Regions from separate parts of the Sus scrofa genome. Here all the other regions are linked to region 2. Evidence: chromatin contacts called from public HiChIP or PLAC-seq data. All regions are on one chromosome and are shown on one strand. The core of a region is the stretch at or near the end of the contact, and the rest is flanking DNA. Distances in the headings are between cores, read along the strand shown.

Evidence for each region. HiChIP or PLAC-seq counts read pairs in DNA pulled down with a chosen protein or histone mark.
Region 1: a contact with region 2 is called in an H3K27ac HiChIP or PLAC-seq map of alveolar macrophages. The contact joins the promoter of ZBTB24 here to the promoter of CEP57L1 in region 2. A contact is called at or near these places in 2 of 47 Hi-C or Micro-C datasets (psoas muscle and skeletal muscle) and 1 of 2 datasets of contacts at active chromatin or transcription factors (alveolar macrophages).
Region 3: a contact with region 2 is called in an H3K27ac HiChIP or PLAC-seq map of alveolar macrophages. The contact joins the promoter of CD164 here to the promoter of CEP57L1 in region 2. A contact is called at or near these places in 1 of 5 promoter capture datasets (liver), 5 of 47 Hi-C or Micro-C datasets (embryonic fibroblasts, epiblast stem cells, fibroblasts and 2 more) and 2 of 2 datasets of contacts at active chromatin or transcription factors (alveolar macrophages and skeletal muscle).

The regions. Positions count from the first base shown.
Region 1 is chr1:75,547,084-75,550,222 of Sscrofa11.1, reverse strand. ZBTB24 (zinc finger and BTB domain-containing protein 24) reads left to right here and starts at 1,428. Exons shown (of 6, transcript XR_002343809.1): 1 at 1,428-1,600; 2 at 2,386-3,139.
Region 2 is chr1:75,169,563-75,172,390 of Sscrofa11.1, reverse strand. It overlaps CEP57L1 (centrosomal protein CEP57L1), which reads right to left and starts at 1,398. Exons shown (of 11, transcript XM_021090896.1): 1 at 1,009-1,398. The coding sequence starts at 1,131. It overlaps SESN1 (sestrin-1), which reads left to right and starts at 2,017. Exons shown (of 10, transcript XM_021090855.1): 1 at 2,017-2,828.
Region 3 is chr1:75,456,779-75,459,674 of Sscrofa11.1, reverse strand. CD164 (sialomucin core protein 24) reads left to right here and starts at 1,535. Exons shown (of 7, transcript XM_001924626.5): 1 at 1,535-1,590; 2 at 1,701-2,059. The coding sequence starts at 1,882. It overlaps LOC102164525 (a long non-coding RNA gene), which reads right to left and starts at 1,431. Exons shown (of 4, transcript XR_300811.3): 1 at 1,341-1,431.

The DNA of each region.
Region 1 (3,139 bases), core at 179-2,678, 380 kb before region 2:
GAAGAAAAATCCAACACCCACTCATGATAAAAATTCTCAGTGGAAATTCCTGTCGTCGCTCAGTGGAAATGAATCCAGCTAGTTTCCATCAAGATGCAGGTTTGATCCCTGGCCTTGCTCAGTGGGTTAAAGACCCAGTGTTGCAGTGAACTGTGGTATAGGTCGAAGACAAAGCTTGGAGCTGGCGTTGCTGTGGCGAACGCCAGCGGCTATAGCTCTGATTTGACCCCTGGCTTGGGAGCCTCCATGTGCCGCCCTAAACAAACAAAAAAACAAACAAACAAAAAAAACCTCCACAATATATCAGCACCCAAATGAAATGAACATTAAGGTATAAATCTAATATGTAAAATATATGAGGAAAACTGTAAAACTCTAATTAATGAAATCTAAGAACTAAATAAATGGAGAGACATTCAATGTTGTGAGTAGGAAGACTCGATATTGTCAAGATGATAGTTCTTTCCAATTTGATCTATATATTCAAAGCAATCCCAATCCCAATCCCAGTAAATTGTTTTGTGGATATCTACACAGTAGTAAAAATTTTAAAGAACCGGGGGTAATTTCAAAATTTTGGAGACTAGAGAGAGGACATGCTGGGCATCTGGAAGGGTGTGTTGAGGGGCATAACTTATAAACAATTAGATATTAATGAACCATAAATTGTGAGAAAATGCTGAAATAGTTGGAGAAAAAAGTAGAAGGGGACTAGATTTGGGTGGGGCTCATGGACCATATCCAGAAGCTTGGCCTCCATTAGGAGGGAACAAGGGAGCCAAAATGGGTTCTAAGCAGGGGAGTGATTCCAGTCTCTGGGTGTGACATGCCATGTATTGGAGGAAACAACCCTGCAACTAAGGCTTGTTAGAAAAGCTTAACAGTGTATTGAAGAAAGACGCTGAAAGTATGAAGAATAATCATAGTAGACATGAATTAAAACATTAAGCCCATGGCATACTTAATCTTGTCTGCCCCACCGCCACCCAGTGTTGGCACTGGTGTCAAGCTCTCCATTTTACAAGTAAGGCGAATATGGTAGAGAAGATAAGTCACTTGATCAAGACCCCTCAGTACCCAGATCTGTCTACAGCCTCTCTTCACTCCCTTGAACTAAGGCATTGGACTATGACGACGGTGAATGTACAGGCGCTTTCATTCATTCGTCACTTATTGGAGACCGAAAGCCAGCTTCAGCGTCCAGGAAAGGGAAGAGACAAAACTCATTAAGGTGTCAGTGAGCAGCTAACCGGATGTAAAACTTCCGTAGCTGCAGAGTGACAACAGCATTACCGCCCACCGTCCTCTACCCACTGTGAACACCAGACGCCCTCCCTGCGCCGCCTCCGGGGACCTCAGGCCCCGCCCCGCCCAGGGGCGCCCCTGCGGGCCACGTGGTGCGGCGTCCGCGCAGGCGGCTCCCGGCGCCGGCGCTTCCGGGTTGGCGGCGGCTGCGGCGCAGAGGTAGGAGCCGGGCGGCGCGGGGACGCCGGCGGCTGGCCAGGCGGAGCTGGGGGCCTGGGCCGGCCTGGCGCGAGTGCGCCTGCCAGGCCGCTGGGTGGGCCAGTCGCGATCCAGACCCCGCCGGACGTCCAGAGAGGTAGGTCCGCTACTGGCCCACCGTTGGTGGGCGCGGCATCCGCGTCCGTGTCGACCCTGCCCAGCTGGCCGCTCCTCGGTCCGGCCCGAGGGGCCCGGGTAGGAGATGCGGGAGTACCCGCGTCCCAGCGTCCCCTCGTCCCGCCCCCAGGTCGGCGGACCCAGGGCCCCGGGGAATTGCCCGCGCGCAGTCTGATAGCCCAACGTGGGCAATCCACGCCTCCCTTCCAAAGCGAAGCCGGATGTGCCTTACGTTATTACTACTCAATTGCTGCTACCCCCAAATTGACTTTGTACACATACATTTTCTTCGCCCTTTCCATTTTTGTTTCACAGACTAGCTAATAATATGTAAAGTCGAGACACTAGTTTTCATTCTGATATTTGTGCAACTATGGAAAGTTAGTGCAGGGTAGGACTTCAGAGACGATTGATCCGATTCCTTCATTTTACAGAAAAGAAAACAGACCCTGAGAGGTCCCGGGAACGTCGGAAGTTCACCCAGCTGGATAAGGGTTCAATAGGAACCCAAAGCTAAGTTTTTAAATAGACTTTTAAAAGTGATAAGTGGTAAAATTCAATTAACAAAGTGAAGTGACTCTAGGTTCCTTTGGGCTGGGATTAACCTGGTTAGACAATGTGTCCTGCCTTTTAAGCATTATTTTCTGAAGTTCTCTTGGGGTGTCTGCAGCAGCTTGGGTTGTTGCTGTGGCGTGGGTTCAATACCTGTCTTGGAAACTTCCACTGGCAAGGTGGAACAAAAAAACCTTTGTTTTCTTATTTCAGGCCAAATCCTTCTTGAGAGCCTAAAGAAAATGGCAGAAATATCATCAGAGCCTTCAGGGCAGCTTATTGTACACTCAGACACTCACAGTGACACTGTCCTGGCCAGTTTTGAGGACCAGAGGAAGAAAGGCTTTCTCTGTGACATTACTTTAATTGTGGAGAATGTGCATTTCCGGGCCCACAAAGCCTTACTGGCTGCCAGTAGTGAGTACTTCTCAATGATGTTTGCTGAAGAAGGAGAGATCGGCCAGTCCATTTATATGCTAGAAGGCATGGTTGCCGACACTTTTGGTATCCTGCTGGAATTTATCTACACAGGTTGTCTCCAGGCCAGTGAGAAAAGTACAGAACAAATCCTGGCTACTGCCCAGTTCTTAAAAGTCTATGACCTGGTAAAGGCTTACGCAGACTTTCAAAATAACCATAGCTCCCCAAAGCCAGCAACATTGAACACAGCTGGTGCTCCAGTGGTTGTCATTTCTAATAAGAAAAATGAGCCTCCAAAGCGGAAAAGGGGAAGACCAAGAAAAGTCAACAGTTTACAGGAGGGGAAGTCAGAACTGGCTGCAGAAGAAGAACTACAGCTGAGAGTGAACAATTCAGTTCAGAATAGAGCACACTTCATGGTTAAAGAGCTCGACAGTGGCGTACTGAGCGAACAGATTCCAGCAAAAGAATTGGAAGAATCTGAGCCGGCTTGTGAGCCAGGTAGAGGGGAGGAAATGCCAGCTGAAAAAGATGAGAACTGTGATCC
Region 2 (2,828 bases), core at 149-2,648:
GATCATACTCAATCACAAAGTAAAAAGGAGACCCACACTTAAGAAACTACCCTATCCTTTGTGGGTTGGACAAAGGAAGATGAGCCTCCCCCCACCCCAAAAGACACAAGAAGGAGTGGCTTTGTTTTCTGAAATCATACTCATAAGAAGGAAGTTCTCATTTTTTAAAATTCTGATTTAAACAAGCAACATTAGAATGTTCTAGGCTTTCCAAATTAAACCAATTCATCAGAACTCTGTTCAAGGATAGGTCACTTTCAGAAACTATCTGGAAAATTCATAGTACGTTTCTCTTTTCTGCTCTTTACTCTTTTCTCTTTGCTGTATTGTACATCAAAACACAAAAAGCTATTCCTCCTGAAATGTATATGATTTTGGCTTATTGCAGTTTCCTGAAATTACTATCTCCCTCACTCTTGGCCTCACCATATGCTGTTCTTTTGACCCTCTTTCCCTGAGATGAAGATTTCCCTGACTTTCCAAGACCGGCCTAAGTGATCTTTCTAGCCATCCTAATAATATCATATAGTACTGTATGTTTAATGTGTGTACTGTACTTTATATATGTATTGTATAATGTTTAACCATTAGTTTAACTAGATGGGAACTGTGCGTTTTCCACTTGTCCAGTACTTGGTTTTTAGAAACTAAGTTTTAGAAACGCATGTATTGTGCAACATGAAAAATTAAAACTAATTTGTTATCAGTCCAGTGATAGCCCTTCAAACCTCAACTTTTCTCAAGAAGAATGACTTCAAACAGCAATATGCAAACAAATTATTTAATCTTTTAAAATTACTAAATTTTAGAGATTTTTATAAGTCTTTTTTCCATATGGTATTCTTAAAGCCTGCAAATATTCATATCTAGGAACACGAGGGATTCTTTTCCCTTCAGTTTTGTACAAAAAGGATTTGACAACTCTCTTTCAAAGTGTGGCACAGGATTTCTTCTGCGCAAATAAAGCCTCAAACAATCCTATGCAATGGCAAACAAAGGTGCACTTACACAGGGATACTGAGTCCATCCCGCGTGAGCCCACCTGACAGAGCAGAAGCAGAGGTAGCACCGCGGAGCACTAGTTTCCACAGCATCCCTCTTGCCTGACCTTATGCAGCTCTTTCCGACCATCCATGTCCTCTCAACGCGCCCGCGGTCTTGGGCACTCGGACTAGTTCTTCCCACGTAGATTACTGATAGTCCCTGGACTAAGGAGTACAGCTCTAAGGAGACGGCTTCCTTTCTAAAATCCCACAGGAAATGGAGGAAGGAAAAATACTGTCAAAGGAAAAGTGTCAGCCAAGCCCACAGTGCTCACCAAGCCAAATCTCTCAGTCAAATCTCCGGCAGCGCTAGCCGTTGGCTCGCAGGGAGCCACAGGCAACGTCGCAGTGGCTCCCGGGAGCTGTAGTTTCTGTCTCAAACAGAACGCGCCTACAGCACCAGAACTACACTTCCCAGAAGTCAATGCGAGGACGCCCTGCCTTCTTAAATCTGGTGTTTGGCGCAATAAAGAGTTTCTATTTTTTCCTCTGATTTTAAATTTTGATTCGAGTTCTTCCAGGAGTTTATCTGTGCCCTCCTTATTTGCGGTTCTTGTCTCGTGTGTGATAATTTCGGCGTATTTCAACTTTTCGTTACCCCCGTTCAGCCCAAAGAAGCCGAACGTCAAGGCAAAAAAAAACCAAAAAAACCAAAAAACAAAAAAAAAAAACGCCCCCCGAGCAGATTCGGTGCCTCTTAAGGCGCATGCGCCCGGCCCACCGTTACGCATGCGTAGCAGCCGTCAGCGGTTGGCGGCCGCTCGCGGGCTCGGGGTCCGGAGGTAGCTTGTTGGAGGGCGGGGCTTTTTCCGATGGCTTTGCCTCAGCGGGTCGCGTCTGCTTGGGCGGGGAAGAGGGCGCAGGGGCAGGGGCAGGGGCGGCTCCTGGCTTGTGCCGGGCGGAGAAAGGGGAGGGGCTGGGGGTGAGGACCCCGTCTCCCCTCCCCGCTCCCGCCCTCTGGGCCGAGCCCCATCGATGGGGCTGGGCGAAGGGGCGGGTTCTGCGCCTGGGGCCCTGCCGCTCCGCCAGCTTCGCGGCCCAGCCCCGCGATCGGGGATTGCTGGGCTGCCCTGTGCCGGTTTGGGTTGGCCGGCAGTGGGCGAGGATACCGGGATTGGAAGAGAAGCAGCGTCAGCCCGTGGATTCTGAATCCGCAGAGCCAGAGACGCGTTCCTCCAACGCCACCACCGAGACAGAGGCTGCACGAGACTGCAGCCCCTGGGGAGCGCCAGGGTCTCTAGCCGCGGCGTCCAGCGAGCCAGGGTTCGGCGAGCCTTTCCAGCCAGCGCCCGGCCGGGCGGGAGGAGCTGCGGAGGGCGGGGACTGGTGCCGGAGGAGGGGCGGGGTGGGAACGCTCCCGAGAACACCGTGGCTGCACGGACAAAAAACACCGAGTGGCTGCAGAGCGTTCAACTGTATCCAGCCTTTTGGGGCAGAGCACGGATTTGACAGCTCCACGGCTTGAGGATATCCGCTGACCCCGAGAGACGGAGAGGAACACTTCCCCGACACTGTCCAGCAAAGCCAGCTCTGTAAGGTTTCAACTTTCCAACTTTTTTTTTTTTTTTTTTTTTTTTTGTCTGACTAGAAGACTGCTACTCCGGGTAGAAGGAGAGGGCGAGCTCTGTCTGGTAGATCGAAGACATTTCTGGTACCAATGTCACCCAGGCTTATGTTTTCGTGACGATTCGATTTTTCTGATTTATTTCTTACATTTCTCGTTTTAAAAATACGAAGTGCTGTGGTGGACATGCTGAAAGATTGAAGAGGGCAGGAAAAAAAACT
Region 3 (2,896 bases), core at 286-2,785, 290 kb before region 2:
TCATCCACGACAGGAACTCCAAAAACTCTATTTTAGATGCCAGTCCTTGGTTTGAAATGGTGAAAATAACTTTGGAAGTCTTCCTTGACCTGGCTCAACAGATGCTGTGCTAAATAAGCTGATGCTTTTTTAGTCTTAAAAACAAGAGTGAAATGTCCCCTTACGAAGACCAACAAAAATTTGACAACTAGAGTTGAACACCCCGTGGCAAACTGTAAAACAGTGGCCTCCACAATAGCGTGTTTTCATCTTAGCATGGAGACAATCCATCCGGGTATGGGAAGAAAACAGAACTTCTATTACATTTTCAACATTAAAAAAAAAGTTGACTAGTGCCTTCATTTGGTCTGGTATCAGATGGTCATGTGCTAAATAAATACTGTGTGAGAGGAATCCTGACTGAAGAGATAGGTTTGAAGGCTGATGATGAGACCTCACTTACTTACTTGGTTGTACTCTCATGCTTTGGATGGCAAGTTGGACCAGTAAAAAAACGAGTTTCTGGCTTACATCCAAGCAATCTCTAACTAGCCTAGTTCATGGAACAAATGTTTATAGTCAGGAGGGTACACAAGCACCCCACTGATTTGATTGTAGGTTTAGGAAAGCCTTCAAGTTTAGGTAAACAAGGTAAATAGCTTACACAGTCATCTTTTGGGGGGGGGTGGATTCCATAGCGGGGTACATCTCACAAAAGCTACTGATGTTGCGTTACTTTTTCTTTTTAGGATAGGTGTGCGCAATTAAAATTAAATGATAAATACAAATAGCTGAAAACAGCTTTATAATCCAACTTTTACCATTTGATAGAAGCATGGCTGTACGCGTAAATATTTTTGTGAGACTGAGCATCAGATGGCGCTCATCCCTACTAAAAGCCTGAGCAGTGGCAGAATATTAACAGGCATTTCAAAATCCAGCCATGACGCCAAGCAATTGTGCCTTTCAGTCGAGTCACTTTTCTGAGTCTCGGTTTCTTCACCTGTAAAGTGGGGGTGGGAACAACCCAGATGGATTTCCAACTCTACCGTCTTTGATGCTTCCACTATAGCAGTGGCACGGACCGGCGGCTGCCACCGCTCACTGGCTGAAACCGCGAGAGACTCAGAAAACTCAAGGTGTGAAAGTGTGACAGAGGCAGATGGTGTGCGGCTCCGGCTGGAAAGCAGGAGAACGCTTTCAGTGTCTCAGCCGCTCACGTAGTGTGGGCGCCAGAGCAAAAACTGAACCGCGCGCGGTATCTCCATTTCCCTGGGATTTCCTAACACGAGGTCACTTACAACAAAACCCACTTTCAATGGGAAACGCGCGGGTCCTGAGAAGGATACTTATGCAAGCACCTTGGCAACGCGCGAGGGCAGTACAAACTTTATGCCTGCCCGGGTCCTGAGCGAAACGCCTGGAAACTACTTCCGCCTTGCGGTACTCGGGTCCTAGGGGCGCGGCTCCGGGGGTCACGTGGGGTATAGCCGATTCACCGCCACGACGCCGTGGCTACGTCATATAGCTTGTCCCATCCAAGACGGGGTGGGAGCCTTCTCTGTTGCCGGAACGAGAAAAGCCCAGCCGCATCCTTGTGACAGTCTCAGGGTAAAGAAAAGAATTTTATGTGTCTGTCCAGTTTCTTCGCTATATACAGTCGCTTGGAGGGACAGCTTCCTTCAGGTTTCCTCTCGATGTTCCTGTTCCCCCTCCCGTAGGATTCCAGTTGGTGTCGCCAGCGCCCCGCCTCCGCACGCCGCGGCCCTGGGGTAGCTCACGTGACCCCGGCACGCTCCCGCGGGGGGAGCGAAATCTCGAGGGCATCGCCGCAGGGGACAGAGGGACGCACGCTCCGTTGAGCACCTCATCTTTCGCTTGGACGCCAGCGCGAAGGACGCGATGTTGGGGCTCTCCCGCCAGCTTCTTTGGGCCGTCGGCTGCCTGGCCGCGCTCTGCGTGCTGACAGCGGCGAAGAACAGCACCATCCTGCCTCCGAGTACGACTACACCCTGGCTTTCACCGCCCACCACCCAGACAACCTCCGCGCCGCCGAAGACGCTCCCCACTCCAGCACCAGGTGGGCGCCGGTCCTACGGGCTTCCTACGCTCTTCTCCCGGGCGGAGCCGCCCGCGATGCCCGCGGAGCCGGGGCCCGGGCGGGCCGCGCTCAGGCAACATGGCGGCCCGTCCGAGTCCAGCCGGGACCAGGCCGAGGTGGCCGCGGTGGCCGAGGTGGGGAAGCGCCCTGGGGGGAAGGGGCGGCGGTTTCCGACCTCACAGTATCCCGCGCCGTGGTGCTGTTTAAAAGTGCCTCGTAATCCCCAGCCTGACTTCAGGCTCGGAAGAGGGGACGTGGCTTCCTTCCGCGGTGGCAGCGGTGAGGTTGATTATGGGGCGAGGCGGCCGCCTCCAAAGTTGGCGACGAGACCGAATTCCCTCTCGTTGGCGTTAGTCGTTTGTCCACCCAGGTTTTCTTTTCGAAGGCAGGCTTCTCCTGAGGTTGGCGAAAGAGGGAAAGAGACGCTGAAGACGTTAACGTTTTCTGGTGCCTCAGACCTGGGTGTGAAAAAATAAGTGGCTTGGGATTTAATTACATCGATTTTGCGGATAGGTATGGGATGTATTTGAGGTTGGAGCTTTTAATTAATTAAAGCTTAATACGCCCCATGCTATATGTGCAATGGAGGAAAAGTACCATACCCATTCGTATATCTGGTACTTCGCATATATCTCAAACTCAAAGATAGGTGGTGAAACTTAGGAGATGGAAGGAGATAAATTAACTGTGTCAAAACCCTATGTTTAGTAGTTTGAGAAGCTGAGATTCGAACCCAGGTCTCTGGATTTTCTAAAGCCCGGTCTGGAACACCTTTTATTAAGCTCTACAGACGATCTGGGAACTGGTTTAGGCATA